Linked DNA regions of Sus scrofa: region 2 is linked to region 1. A link is a contact called in public Hi-C data. All regions are on one chromosome and are shown on one strand. The core of a region is the stretch at or near the end of the contact, and the rest is flanking DNA. Distances in the headings are between cores, read along the strand shown.

What was found. A called contact is a pair of places that touch in the nucleus more often than the background predicts.
Region 2: a Hi-C map of skeletal muscle shows a contact between it and region 1, with 3 times the contacts expected there. The contact joins the enhancer-like site here to the promoter of SRL in region 1. A contact is called at or near these places in 1 of 5 promoter capture datasets (liver), 17 of 47 Hi-C or Micro-C datasets (embryonic fibroblasts, epiblast stem cells, fetal heart ventricle and 12 more) and 1 of 2 datasets of contacts at active chromatin or transcription factors (skeletal muscle).

What each region holds. Positions count from the first base shown.
Region 1 is chr3:38,069,299-38,076,435 of Sscrofa11.1, forward strand. SRL (sarcalumenin) reads left to right here and starts at 4,081. Exons shown (of 6, transcript XM_021086705.1): 1 at 4,081-4,337. The coding sequence starts at 4,277.
Region 2 is chr3:38,269,212-38,276,107 of Sscrofa11.1, forward strand. ADCY9 (adenylate cyclase type 9) reads left to right here. Exons shown (of 13, transcript XM_021086711.1): 6 at 6,719-6,823. Among named protein-coding and RNA genes, the nearest start is that of CREBBP, 120 kb to the right of the region's middle. Within about 2 kb of position 1,845, at least 9 of the 83 cell types and tissues checked have an H3K27ac peak or open chromatin away from gene starts, as enhancers often do. A contact at or near this core is called in fetal liver, fetal skeletal muscle, liver and 1 more, where this site is marked.

The DNA of each region.
Region 1 (7,137 bases), core at 2,831-5,330:
ATAGATGCCCAGGAGTGAGATTGCTGGATCAAATGGTAGTTCTATTTTTAGTTTTCTGAGGCATCTCCATACTGCTTTCCACAGTGGTTGCACCAGTTTACATTCCCACCAACAGTGTAATAGGGTTCTTTTTTCTCCACACCCTCTCCAGCACTTATTGTTTGTAGACTTTTTGATGATGGCCATTCTGGCCGGTGTAAGGTGGTACCTCACCATGCTGTTTTTTTTTTTTTTTTTTTTTTGTCTTTTTGCCTTTTCTGGAGCTGCTCCTGCGGCATATGGAGGTTCCCAGGCTAGGGGTCTAATTGGAGCTACAGCTGCCGGCCTACACCACAGCCACAGCAACATGGGGTCTCAGCCAGGTCTGCAACCTACACCACAGCTCACAGCAATGCCAGATCCTTAACCCACTGAGCAAGGCCAGGGATTGAACCCGCAACCTCATGGTTCCTAGTCAGATTCGTTAACCACTGAGCCATGACGGAATTCCCCTCATAGTGGTTTTGATTTGCATTTCTCTAATCATGAGTGATGTTGAACATCTTGTCATGTATTTCTTGGCAATCTGTATGTCTTCTTTGGAGAAACGTCTGTTTAGATCTGCCCTTTTTTTTTTTTTTTTTTGTCTTTTTGTCTTTTGTTGTTGTTGTTGTTGCTATTTCTTGGGCCGCTCCCGCGGCATATGGAGGTTCCCAGACTAGGGGTTGAATTGGAGCTGTAGCCACCGGCCTACGCCAGAGCCACAGCAACGTGGGATCCGAGCCGAGTCTGCAACCTACACCACAGCTCACAGCAACGCCGGATCGTTAACCCACTGAGCAAGGGCAGGGACCGAACCCGCGACCTCATGGTTCCTAGTCGGATTCGTTAACCACTGCGCCACGACGGGAACTCCTTCTGCCCATTTTTTGATGGGGTTGTTTGTTGTTTTGGTATGGAGCTGCAGAAGGTGTTTATAAATTTTGGAGATTAATCCTTTGTCAGTCGCTTCATTTGCAAAGATTTTCTCTCCTCGGGGGTTTTCTTTTCATTTTGTTTAGGGTTTCCTTTGCTGTGCAGAAAGTTTTAAGTTTAGTTAAGTCCCATTCGTTTATTTTTGTTTTTATTGTTGTTACTCTAGGAGATGGATCTGAGAAGATGTTGCTGTCGTTTATGTCAGAGAGTGTTTGGCCTGTGTTTTCCTATAAGGGTTTTATAGTATCTGGTCTTCTATCTAGGTCTTTAATCCATTTTGAGTTTATTTTTGTGTATGGTGTTAGGGAGTGTTCTAATTTCATTCTTTTCCATGTGGCTGTCCAATTTTCCCAGCACCACTTATTGAACAGGCTGTCTTTTCTCCATTGCATATTCTTGCCTCCTTCATCATAGATTAGTTGATTGTAGGTGTGTGGGTTTAATTCTGGGCTTTCTGTCCTATTCCACTGATCTATATTTCTTTGTGCCAGTAACATATGGTTTTGATGACTGTTGCTTTGTAGTATAGTTTGAAGTCAGGGACCCTGATTCCTCCAGCTCCATTTTTCTTTTTCAGGATGTCTTTGGCTATTCTGGGTCTTCTGTGCTTCCAGACAAACTTTAAAATATTTTGTTCAAGTTCTGTGAAAAATGTCCTTGGTAATTTGATAGGGATTGCATTGAATCTGTAGATTGCCTTGGGTAGTATAGTCATTTTGATAATATTGATTCTTCCAATTCAAGAGCTTGGTATGTCTTTCCATCTGTTTGTGTCATCTTTGATTTCTTTCATCAGTGTCTTATAGTTTTCGGAGTACAGGTCTTTTGTCTCTTTAGGTAGGTTTATTCCTGAGTATTTCCTTTTTTTTTTTTTTTTTGTCTTTTTGCCTTTTCTAGGGCCACTTCCCACGGCATATGGAGGTTCCCAGGCTAGGGGTCCAATCGGAGCTGTAGCTGCCAGCCTACGCCAGAGCCACAGCAACGTGGGATCCGAGCCATGTCTGGTGACCTACACCACAGCTCATGGCAATGCCAGATCCTTAACCCACTGAGCAAGGCCAGGGATTGAACCCGCAACCTCATGGTTCCTAGTCAGATTTGTTAACCACTGTGCCACAGCAACTCTCCTGAGTATTTTTTTTTTTTTTTTTTTTTTTGCTGCAAAGGTAAATGGCATTGCTTCCCTAATTTCTCTTTCTGATCTTCCATTGTTAGTGTATAGAAATGCAGTTGATTTCAGTGTATTAATTTTGTATCCTGCGACTTTGCCAAATTCATTGATGAGCTATAAGAGTTTTCTGGTAGAGTCTTTAGGATTCTTGAGGTATAGTATCATGTCATCTTCAAATAGTGAGAGTTTTAATTCTTCCTTTCCGGTTTGGATTCCTTTTATTTCTTTACCTTCTCTGATTGCTGTGGCTAGGACTTCCAAAACTATGTTGAAGAGTAGTGGCAGAGTGGACATCCTGGTCTCGTTCCTATTCTCAGCGAGAATTCTTTCAGCTTTTCACATGGAGAATGATGTTCGCTCTGGGTTTGTCATATATGGCCAAAATTACCCGCAGAGCAACATCCAGACTGATGTTTGAGCAGACGGCTGGGCACCATGATCTCATCAAGGTGACACAGTTAACCTCCACGTCCTCTCTCGTGTGAGGCTCACCTCCAGTGTGGCTGGTGTGCCCTGGCTCACGTACCAGGTCCGGTGTCACGTGCTTTCCTTGGCTTGTTTGATGTCGTCCTCCTAACACTTGTATGTCGTAGGTCCTGTTTTCAACTTGAGTTTAGAGAGATGAGCTCTTCGTTCGAGAGAGGTTAAGTAGCTAGCCTAAGGTTGTTCAGGGAACAACTGGTTTGAAGCCACATAAAAAAAAAACAAAACCCACATGGTATGATTCCATTTTTATCGAAATCTAGGAAATGCCGACTAATGTGTAGTGACAGCAGCTGTTTGGTTGCCACGGCAGGTGTAGGTGTAGGTGGGAAGGGATGAGGGGAATGCTGGGGAGTGAGGCATCTGTCTTGATTGTGGTTGTGTAGATCTGCACGTCAACATGTATCGAGGCGGTCACTTTTTTTTTTTTTTTTTTTTTTGTCTTTTTGCCATTTCTTGGGCTGCTCCCTCGGCATATGGAGGTTCCCAGGCTAGGGGTCGAATCGGAGCTGTAGCCCCCAGCCTACACCAGAGCCACAGCAACGTGGGATCTGAGCCATGTCTGCAACCTACACCACAGCTCACGGCAATGCCGGATTGTTAACCCACTGAGCAAGGGCAGGGACTGAACCCACAAACCTCATTGTTCCTAGTCTGATTCGTTAACCACTGCGCCACGACGGGAACTCCACCTTTTTTTTTTTTTTTTTTTTTTGGCCACTTCTGTGAAAGTCCCAGGCCAGGGATCCAACCTGCGCCACAGCAGGGACCTGAGCCGCAGCAGTGAGGACCCTGGATCCTTAACCCGCTCATGGAGTTTTACACTTTGAATGGGCTGTTTGCTGGAGTCATTAAACTGTTTTCAAGGTAAAGCACACGGAAGACGCCTCTCTGCCTTTCGCCCTGCCCTCCGAGGCCGACTACCACCCTCCAGGGACACCCTCTCCAGCCAGATCAGCCAGAGCTCGCTCGGCCGCCCCGCCTGGAGAGCTGGCTTTCGGGGGTGTCACGTGCCCTCCAGAAAAATTGCATCAAAGAGCCCCTTGCACAGGCACCTCGGGAAGGAGCTCGTCCTGCGCTCGCTGGCTTAACTCGCCCCGTCGCATGTCCCTCCTCGCATGTCCCTCCTCGCTCTCATTTCCCCTCTCCGAGGCCCGGGAAGGTGATGCTCCTTGCCATTGACCTCAGAGGTCATGCGGGGCGGGCTCTACCCTCCTGACCTCCTGACCCTTGGGGAGGGGCTACCACGGTGCCGGTGGCTGGCAGGTGGGCCCTTGGTTCACAGAACTGAGGCGTGTGAAGGTTGCCGATGGCCCAGTCTTCGGATCAAGTTACTGCAGATCCTGGGAAGATTCAGTTCCTGACTCTGAGACCTGGGCCAAAGGACGCCCCGCTTCTTCTCCGCTGCTCCGCGCCCTGTGACCCCTGTCACATGACCCCGGGGCTGCTGGGGGAGAGAATCCTGCCGGGGGGGCCCTGCCTTCGGGGGTGGCAGCTGGCGCCGCCCTGGCAGGGCGAGCCTGCCGGGGTCTGCGCTGCTTCGCCATCCCACGTCCGCCCAGTTGCCCTAGTGACTGTGTGACCCTTCTCCACACCACCCCCACCCCCGCGCTGCCACCCGCCCTATAAATAGAGGCGAGGAGCAGCTGGGCTCTCTTGGCAGTCACCATGAGGGCGCTGGTCCTGCTCTGCTGCTTCATGGCCTCGCTCCTGCTCCCAGGACAAGCAGGTACGACTCTCACCCCGTCAGCCGGGCCAGACGGCGACCCCCGCGTGCCCTGAGGTTTTACGTTTACCGTGGGGCGGGGGGCAGGGGGTTGGGCGTGAGCTGGAGGGTGACCCTCCGTGACTCCTGGGGCAGACAGCAGACCTTGCTCCCAGCTGGTCTCACCCAGGAAGCCCTGGGTGCAGAGGGGCCTGAGAGCCGTCAGGGGCTCGTGGGGAGGCCAGACGGGTTGAAGCCAGTGAGCCAAGAGGTGCAGCCAGGGGTCGGGGAGAAGGGCTGGCTACTGGATGTTGTGGAAGAGGACCCTGAAAGTCAAGACCGGAGCCTCCTGGCTGGACAGATGACCCCGATCTCGGAGGTGGAGTGGCCCCTGGAGGCTGTTGAGGTGACCCTCCCACCTGGTGGAGAGCGGGCTGGGGCCTGGCTTTGCATGAGTGGGGAGGGGGCCATGGCTCAGGAGCACTAGGACAGCATGGGGGTCAGTTTGGGACAAGGTGGGAAAGAAGCGCTGGGGATCGGGCTGGAGCCCGACTTGGACTCCCTGCCGGGGAGGGCTGGGTGCCAGTCCTGCAGGGCAGCTGTGCTAGGCTGGGGGCTTCGCTGGAAAGGGCCGGGGTCTGCAGGCTGAGGCTTTTCCTTGACGTCTCAGCACTTTGTGCAGCGGAGGTGGCTCTGGTTACAGCGTGGGGGTTATTTATAGGTGTGGAGGGGGTACCGGAGCGCTTTGCCACCTCTGTTTCTGAGACTTCTGGGGCTGAGTTCCCCTTAGGGGTGCTTCAGGGGTGCTCTGGGGATCCCCGGAAACCTGGGACCCCCACTTTGCCTTTCCATGACTGCAGGCTTCATTTGCACGGGGGATCATGGGGCTTTTGAGGTTCTGTTTCTTGAGGTCCCAGACTCAGCCAGGAGGTCTGGCAGGAGCAGAAGCCGTGCCCTCAGGGGTCAGATACCCAGGCAGGGGGCTCCGGCCTCGCATGTGCCGCTGGGCCCTGCCCTTGTCTGCCCTTGAGTTAATTTGGGCTCCGTGGGGCTGCAGCAGCCGGGGCTGCGAGGATTCCAAGCGGCTGTCAGGTGGCTAAGTATGGAAACAGCCACGTAATTGGATCCTGAGCCCAGGGGCCACTGCCACCCTCTCCCCCTGGCCACCCCTCCCCTGCTCCGCCCAGCCCCAGCTGCCACCTCCTTGGCTTCCAGGCAGCTCCAGGAACTTTTAGCCTTTTAGGGGCATCCTTTATCTTTCCTCCCAGCAAGGGAACTGGACTTCTGGAAGGTTCTACAGGCCTCCCTGGGGGATCTTGCTGTTGGGAAAGGAGGCAGGCGGGTGCTTGGTGCAAAGCTCCTCTCTCTGCAGGCGCTTTCCCTCCTGGACCCTGTGTGCCCCTGGCCTGGCTTCCGGGGACGGGCTGTCCACTGGTGTGCAAGGCTCCTGCCCTTCTCGCCCCTGCTCACGCAGGTGGCTTCTTCCCTGGGGGTGGGTCGGGGGTAGGTCGTATAGCCCCTCCAGTGCAGACAGCCTCCTCCTGCGCCTCCCAGGGTTCCAGCCGTAATTGCGACTTGCCTCCACCCCCATAATCACAGTCCTTCCTATTGGTTGGTTTTCCCCTAGAATGTGCCACCAGTGATGCCACTGTGTCTCCAGGCAGCAGCTTTGGTCCTGGACTTCCCACCCCACTGCTTCTCGTTTCTACTTCCATCCCCGCCCCCAAGCAGCAGACAGCCTTCTCTCTCCAGTCCGCTTCCTGCTTCCCGGGCCACGGCCCTCTGGACGGGGGTGGGAGTGGGGGTGTGATGCGTTCCACAGCCCCCCCATCCACCCCAGTCCTTTGTAACCACTGGGGTCCTTCGCTTCATCTCGGGGACCTGGCCTGGGGACAGGACGGGGGAAAACAGCCCTGGTTTACTCAGTCTCCTCCTTGTCCAGGTGAGGGGTCCAAAGCCCAGAGGAAAGAGAGCCACGTTCAAGGTCACTCGCCCACCTGGGGCTTCCTGTCCTCCCCTCCCCTCTCTCTGCTGGCCTCCCTGAAGGCCAGCCCCTCAGCCTGGGGGGCTCGTCTCGCTTCCCTGGGGATTCAGGGCGGGACTTACACCTCTGATCCTTGGACATCTCGTCTCAGAGAGCATGTGGGTTGGGACGGGGCTGCTGAGGGAACTTTCCTTTGAGCGTAAGCTGCTGGTGTGTGTTAGGCTGAATCCAGGACATCTTTGCTTCCTGTTGCTGCTCAAGGCAGAGAGGGGGTGGGGAGGGGAGTGGGGGGATGACAGGACTTCTCAGTCTGTTCATCCGCTTCCTCCATTCTAGCCCTGGGCTGCAGACTTGCCTGCTCTGGCCCCACCTGCCATCCCAATGCCCAGAGGCTGGTGTACCCTGGGGCCCATTTGCCCCTTCGTGCGAGAGGAGAATCTCTCAGGACCCTCTAAATGACCCCTCCTCCCTCTCCCCCCAGGTGGTTATTTCCACAAGAAGGCAGGAGTTCCTGTCATGGTGCAGTATAAACGAATTGGACTAGTGACCATGAGGTTGTAGGTTCGATCCCTGGCCTTGTTCAGTGGGTTAAGGATCTGCTGTTGCCGTGAGCTGTGGTGTAGGTCACAGACATGCCTCGGATCCTGGGTTGCTGTGGCCGTGGTGTAGGCCAGAGGCTGTAGCTCTGATTCAACCCCTAGCCTGGGAACATCCCTATGCTGTAGGTGCGGCCCTAAAACGCAAAAAAAAAAAAAAAAAAAAAAAAAACCAAAAACCCCAAACCCAACCAATCAACCAACCAAAAAATCAAAACACCCAGCAGGAGGTGGCTTCTGCATT
Region 2 (6,896 bases), core at 595-3,094, 200 kb after region 1:
CCATTAGAGCGTCGCCGTGGTAACTGCTATAGGCAGGATCCATGGGTGAATTCTAAAATTAATGGGTTGGAGTTCCTGTTGTGGTGCAGCAGAAACAAATCCGACTAGTAACCATGAGGTGGCGGGTTCCATCCCTGGCCTCGCTCAGTGGGTTAAGGATGCAGCGCTGCCGTGAGCTGTGGTCGGATCCTGCATTGCTTTGGTGTGGTGTAGGCAGGCAGCTGTAGCTCCGATTCAACACCGAGCCTGGGAACCTCCATATGCCTCAGGTATGGCTCTAAAAAGCAAAAAAAAAAATGAAATCAGTGGGTGAAAGTTTAAGGACAAACAGGGCACTTGCACAGCCTCCAAGTAACCCCCCCGCCCCCCAGATTCATTCACTGTAAAGGGAGAACCGTTGCTGGACAGTGGAAGATCCAGCAGGGCCTCCTGTCACCCGATGACTGCGGTTAGCAGCAGGAGTAATAAGACTGGCCTCCTGCCCCCACACCCCATGTGATATGCAGAGAAGGGCCTGTCACCTCTGTGGGGTCCTTCCCTCATCCTAAAGCACAGTCCACTCGTGAGAAAAGAGACATATCCAAATTCAAGGACAGTTTACAGAATGCCTGACCAGGACACTTCAAAAGTGACAGGGCCGCCAAAGACAAGGGAAGGCTCAGGCCTTGTCCCAGACAGGAGGAGACGAAGGGGACACAGCGCTCCAAGCACGTGAGCTCCCAGGACAGAAAGGGGACGTCTGGGAGGGGCCCGGTGTGGTTCGTAGCACGGAGTCCAGGTTCGCTCCTTCGTTTTCATAACTGACCACAGTTAGTATAAGAGGCTAACATGAGGCGAGACTGGTGGGGGCCGTGGGGGGGCGTGTTGGAGAGGGAGGCCGGGGGTGGCCGTGTCAGGGGTGGGGAGGCTGGAGGTGGCTGTGCGGGGTACTCTCTGAACTGTCTTTCCCACTCTAAGTCCAAAATTGTTTCAAAATAAAACCTTTTAATATGTGTGTATAAAAATTTTGGTTTGTTTCTATACATTTGTGATGTGATATAAATATACTTGTTATGGTTACATTCTGTGTGACACGTGACTTGGAAAGGGAGGGACAGCTCAGGTGATTGGCATCAGGTAGTGCAGTGTTGCACATAAAAAACATCTTCCCAGAAGTTTCCACTGTGGCTCAGCAGGTTAAGAACGCGATGAGGATCCATGAGGATGATGGTTGGATCCCTGGCCTTGCTCACTTGGTTAAGGATCCAGCATTGCCACAAGCTGTGGTGTGGATCACAGACTCGGCTGGGATCCTGAATTGCTGTGGCTGTGGTGGAGGCTGGCAGCTGCAGCTCCAATTCAACCCCCAGCCTGGGAACCGCCATGGGCCACAGGTGCGACCTTAAAAAGACAAAAAGGAAAAAAGAAAAAAGAAATTTCCCCCAGTACCAAATATTTCCTGACTTTGACTTTCTGATGAGACGGCACGGCAGCGTGGGGACACTGTCCTTGCCCATCAGCCTCGGTCATTAACCTCGGCTGTCGTTGAGGGCTCAGGAGCCGGAGCCGTGGTCCCCTGCTCTGCACTCCGTGACCTGGTGACTTTGTGCCGGCGTCTTGCAGACGTGTGCTTTGTTTGTTGTTCTGTCTCTAGCATTCTCGGGCTGTCTGCCTTCTGTTCTTACAGCTTCTGGATGCCTTTCTTGCTCTGTAATAATTACTGCCTCTCTTTTCCTCTAATACTTGGCTTCTACTTTTTGTAGGCTTTTGTTAGCAGAAATCATCTGTTTAGGAGTATGCATGCCTGTGCCTGATCCACTAGCCCAGGGGGCATGCCTGGCTCACCCGGGGCAGGTCGCGGCCTGGGTGGCTCCTGTTCCTTGGAGAGTCACGTGTGAAGGTGGGGTCCAGGGCAGGGGTGCTGCTCGGGCTCCAGCATCCCTCTGCCATTCGCTAGCGCCTTCTCTCTCGGCCTCCGTTCCCTCTTGTGTTAAGTGGGCTGATCACGCTGCTTCCCAGGTGCTTTTGAGGAGCACACAGAGTAAAGCAGGAAAGAGCTTGGAAGCCAGAAGGGACCTCAGGAAGTCGTATTTGCCACTGTTGCCCCATCCGCCGGTTTCAACCTGGGTTCTGAGTTTGGGAAGCAGGGTCTGCCTCCCCTGGTCCTGGGACAGCTCGCTAAGCAGTCTTGTTCCGCAGATCGAACAGGCAAAGCAGAACTTTTCTGATGTTGTTTCCGCCTCTTTTCTCGGAAAAGAGATTTCCCTGCTCCCTCCCTTGACAGTTATGAGAAAGGACAGCTGTTGGCTTAGAAATGATTTCTCTTGTCAAGAGAAATAGCCTGGAAGAAAGAACTGTTTGAGAGCTCTGTGCCATGTATGCCAAACAGAATGTAGGGTACGTGTGTTGGAAGGTGTTAAAAGCAAATGCAGGCGCTCCCAAGTGTGTTGGAGAAACAGCCGTGATCTTCGGCAGAGCCCGTGCCGTTCCTGGAGGACACGGCACCGGCTCTGGGGCTGCTCCGGGGGATGCTGGGCTCCCAGGCAGCGGCCAGCACACGCCTTGGCTCCAAGAGTCCTCTGTCTTAGGAGCCAGAGCTGGTGTTGGTGAAGCTTCCCTTGGTTCCAGGATCCACTGGTGCCACTTAAAGGAAGCTGGAGGGGTCATCACTGCCGGGGTCCCTTCACGGGAACAAGGCAGAGGAGACCAAAGCGCCAGGCTTATTCCCAGGCCCTACCGTGCCCAGAAACGAGGCCAGAGAGGCTGCCTGGTGGCCAGGCCAGAAGTCGACCCCTGCCATCGATGGTCACTCCTGCCTCGCAGTTTCCATTCGGGGATTTATGGAGAGCAGGCCTGCGAGGCTGCGGACATCGCGTGAGTAAGGACCTGATGTTCTTTGTTGACATGTCCTCAGCTCCAAGGCGCTTCCAAGCCACAGCAGCTGCTGTCATTAGAACAGTGACTTTGGGAGTCATGTCTCAGAGGGTTAAGAACCTGACTAGTATCCATGAGAATGTGGGTTCGATCCCTGGCCTCGCTCAGTAGTGAAAGGATCCAGGGTTGCTGTGGCTGTGGCTGTGGCGTAGGCTGGCCCCTACCCTGGGATTTGACCCCTAGCCTGGGAACTTCCATATGCCACAGGTGCAGCGCTTAAAAAGAAAAAAAAGAGAGAGAGATACCTAAAAATAAGCGGCTGGGCAAGAGTGGACTTGCAGTGGCTGTGACCAAGGACTTCGAATGACCAGAGGCAGCAGTTTCAGAACCAGAGAGAACAGTGACCGGAAGTTTCAGGACCAGCGTTTACGGAGCACTTGCCAACACATCAGGCGTGTGCGGAGCCAAGCTTGGTCCGTGCACACTCACTCGTGCCAGCCCTCTCCCGAGGTGGATGTCACCAGTCCCCACGCTCCCCTCCCCCAGGCCAGAACGTGGCCTCATCACCCTTCTCAATTCCACCTTTGAGGAGGCCAGTGCCAGGGGGTTAGAGCTGACCTGAAATGCCTCTGGCAGGCTTTGCGTGCATGTCCTCTTTCTGCGCTTAGGATGATTTTTCCAGGGAGCTGTAATCCTGTTTTACAAAGGAGGAAACTGAGGCTCAGAGTGATTCGCATACTAAGTGGCGGAACCAGGATTCAGTCCAGGACAGTCTGATTTCAAAGCCAGTGCCTTTATTTAAAAATATATATGTATTCATGGTAGTCGATTTACAATGTTGTGTTAATTTCCACCGTGCAGCAAAATGAGTGAGTTACACATATACACATATGCATATTCTTTCTCAGACTCCTTTCCCTTATGGTTTAACACGGAACATCGAATACAGTTCCCTGAGCTCTGCAGTCGGACTTTGTTTACCCATCCTGCTCACCCTGGACTCCCGGTCCATCCCTTTCCCACCCTGTCTCCCCCCTGGGGAGACCCACAGGTCTGTTCTCTAGGTCTGTGAGCCTGTTTCTGTTTCATGGAGAAGCTCATTTGTGTCATAGGTTAGATTCTACAGCGAAGTGATATTATATGGTATTTATCTTTCTCCTTCTGGCCAAATAGTATTTCATTATATATATATGTAATGTAATATGTAACATATAATGTAATATATGTGTCATATTGCATTTCTCTAATAATTGGTTATGTTGAGCATCTTTTCATGTGCCTGTTGACCGTCTATGTATCTTCTCAAAGCAATCACCTTTAGTCACTGTTACACTTCTCTAGAGTTAATGTTTAAAAAGTAGTGAGCGATTCTGTTCAGGATTCCATCTGGTCTTTACAAGACTGGTATCAGAGAGGCCCTGAACCCTAAGGGTTTGACTCAGAGCCTCTCAAACCAGCCCAACACCCCACACTGTATCCATTCCATTCCTGGGCCACCAGTTGGCCTCTAAAAAGGCTACAGGCTGTGTTTCCCTAGAGGAGCAAGTTCCCACCACTGCCACCACCAAAGCCATTTACGCCCCCCCCCCCCACCCCAAGCCCCCTACAGCTAGGGAGGACCCTGGAAATCTTACTGGCCTGACACGTGGCCACACACACTCTTCTCTGGAGGCGGGAGCAGGGGTCACTCCATGTACATGGCATTGGTTTGTTTGTTTGTTTTTTTTCCCATTTGAGAAGATCATTAGCCCCACTGGCAACATGTTTTGAAGTTCAACTGAGTCAGTGCCAAGGGGTGCTTTATAATAATTTTTACTGACAATTAGACCATCTTGCCCTTGTTAATAATGCCCATTTTTTAAGAACCATAAGCTTTTTCTTTTACATAGGTAAAAGATGATAAGATTTTACGTAGGTAAAATCTGATCGGACGCCTCTAAAGTGGTGGGCAACTTTAGAGGCTATTGCCTGATTTGGCCAGCTCTTTGGTATGTATATTTTCACCTTTTGAATGCGTATGAACCTTCAGATTTAACGTGTGTGTTGCATCAGATTCCCAAATTACACAACTTTTTAGAATCTTTGTTTCTTTTATTTAATACAGTGTGGGCCTGAAATCGAACCTGGGATGCGACCTGAGTTATATCCTTGCCCTAAGGTGCTAAGTGACGTTTATTTAAAATTTCTGTGCCAACACCCAGCCTCCCACAGCTACTGCAGTGCTTTGCAGTTGTTGCTGCTCGGAGATTGGCGGTGAGGCCTCGTGAGTGCCCCTGCTGCACCATCTTCTCCCCCGATGCTGTCAGTCGCTATCTCAGTGACAGTTCCCCGTTGGCTGGGTCACGTGAGTCATCAGAGTACATTTATGAAGGAGGCACTGAGTGCCAGGAACGACGCCACGCCACCTACATGTGTGTTCCTGACCTCCTTACGACACGTCCTCAGGAAAAGTGTCCCCACTCTCGTTGCACACAGGAGAGAGCTGAGGGGAGGGTCTTGAATAGGGGTCTCCAAATGAGTCGGATCCAGAAGGGCTTTGAACCCTGGTTTGAGAGACACGAAAGCCTCGCCCTCTCTCCTCTACCTGCCAGTTCTTTTTCTGTGGACGTGCAGTGGCTGCACTGTAAGTTACAGGCACACGACCGAGGTGGGCGACCTGAGAGGCTAGTCCGTTAATAGTTACCGTGAACTCCTGGCTCTGTCCCCACATGAACTGTCCCATCCGTAGAGTCGCCTCGTCTTTTCCAGGTCAGCTCGTCCCTGCAAACGCCTAAGCATGGCTGGGGCTGTAAGCACGTCCGTCTGCTTGTCCTGCCTGCTTTTGGGGGGCAGCTTGTAAGGCTGCCTTCCCCATCCCCTTCCCCAAGGACCTTGGCTCAGTGTTTGCCGGAGGGTTAGCAGCTAGTTTGTTCAACAACAGCTTTATTGAGATTAGATCACATATCTTTTTTTTTTCTTTCTTTTTTTTTTTTTTTTGTCTTTTTGCTATTTCTTGGGCCGCTCCCGCAGCATATGGAGGTTCCCAGGCTAGGGGTTGAATTGGAGCTGTAGCCACTGGCCTACGCCAGAGCCACAGCCACACGGGATCCGAGCAGTGTCTGCAACCTACACCACAGCTCACGGCAACGCCGGATCGTTAACCCACTGAGCAAGGGCAGGGACTGAACCCACAACCTCATGGTTCCTAGTCGGATTCGTTAACCACTGCGCCATGACGGGAACTCCGAGATTAGGTCACATATCTTAAAATGCTCCCCTTTTAGATTGGGTGATTCCATGGGTTTTTTATGTGTTCAGAAGGTGGTGTGGCCGTCACCGTGGTCCATCTCAGGACATGGTCATTGCCCCACCAGAAGCCCCCACATCCCTGAGGCACTCCCACCCGCTTCTCCCTCACGCCTGGCAACCACTGGCCTTCTTCCCATCTCTGGGGATTTGCCTGTTCTGGCATTTTTTGCAGACGGCACCCTGCAGCGCGCAGCCTTTCGTGTCTGGCCTCTGCCACTGAGCGCGCGGGCGGGGTTCACCCGTGTTGGGGTTGCGTCAGCGCTTGGTTCCTTGGGGGACCGAGTAACATTTCTTTCTCTGGATGGACCGCCGTGTGTTGACCCGTCCGTCCGCGGATGGACACCGAGCCGCTTCTGCTGATGGGCTGTCAGGGCGCATTCACCTTCCCCGCGTCGGGAAGGGTTTCCACTTTCACGCTGCTCCCTCATTTCTAGCTCGTCCCCAAAGGCTCAGGAAGCCTTCCATTGGCTGCGCTGCTCCCTGGGGCAATGAACGGCCACAACGGTGGAGCCGTGTGACTCACACGGTGAGGTGGTGTTTCTCGAGCCAGATGTGATGGTCTGGATGTTTCTTGCAGACCTGCCCGTCCTGCGGAATCACCTTTGCTCCCAAGTGGGAAGCGGGCGCAGAAGGCGGAGCGGTGCAGAACGGCTGTCAGGAGGAGCCCAAGAACGGCACCAAGGTACCAGCCCCCGCTGGGTCCCCGTCGGCGCCTCTCCTCGCGCACCCACCGAAGCCGGCCTCCTGTGTGGTCG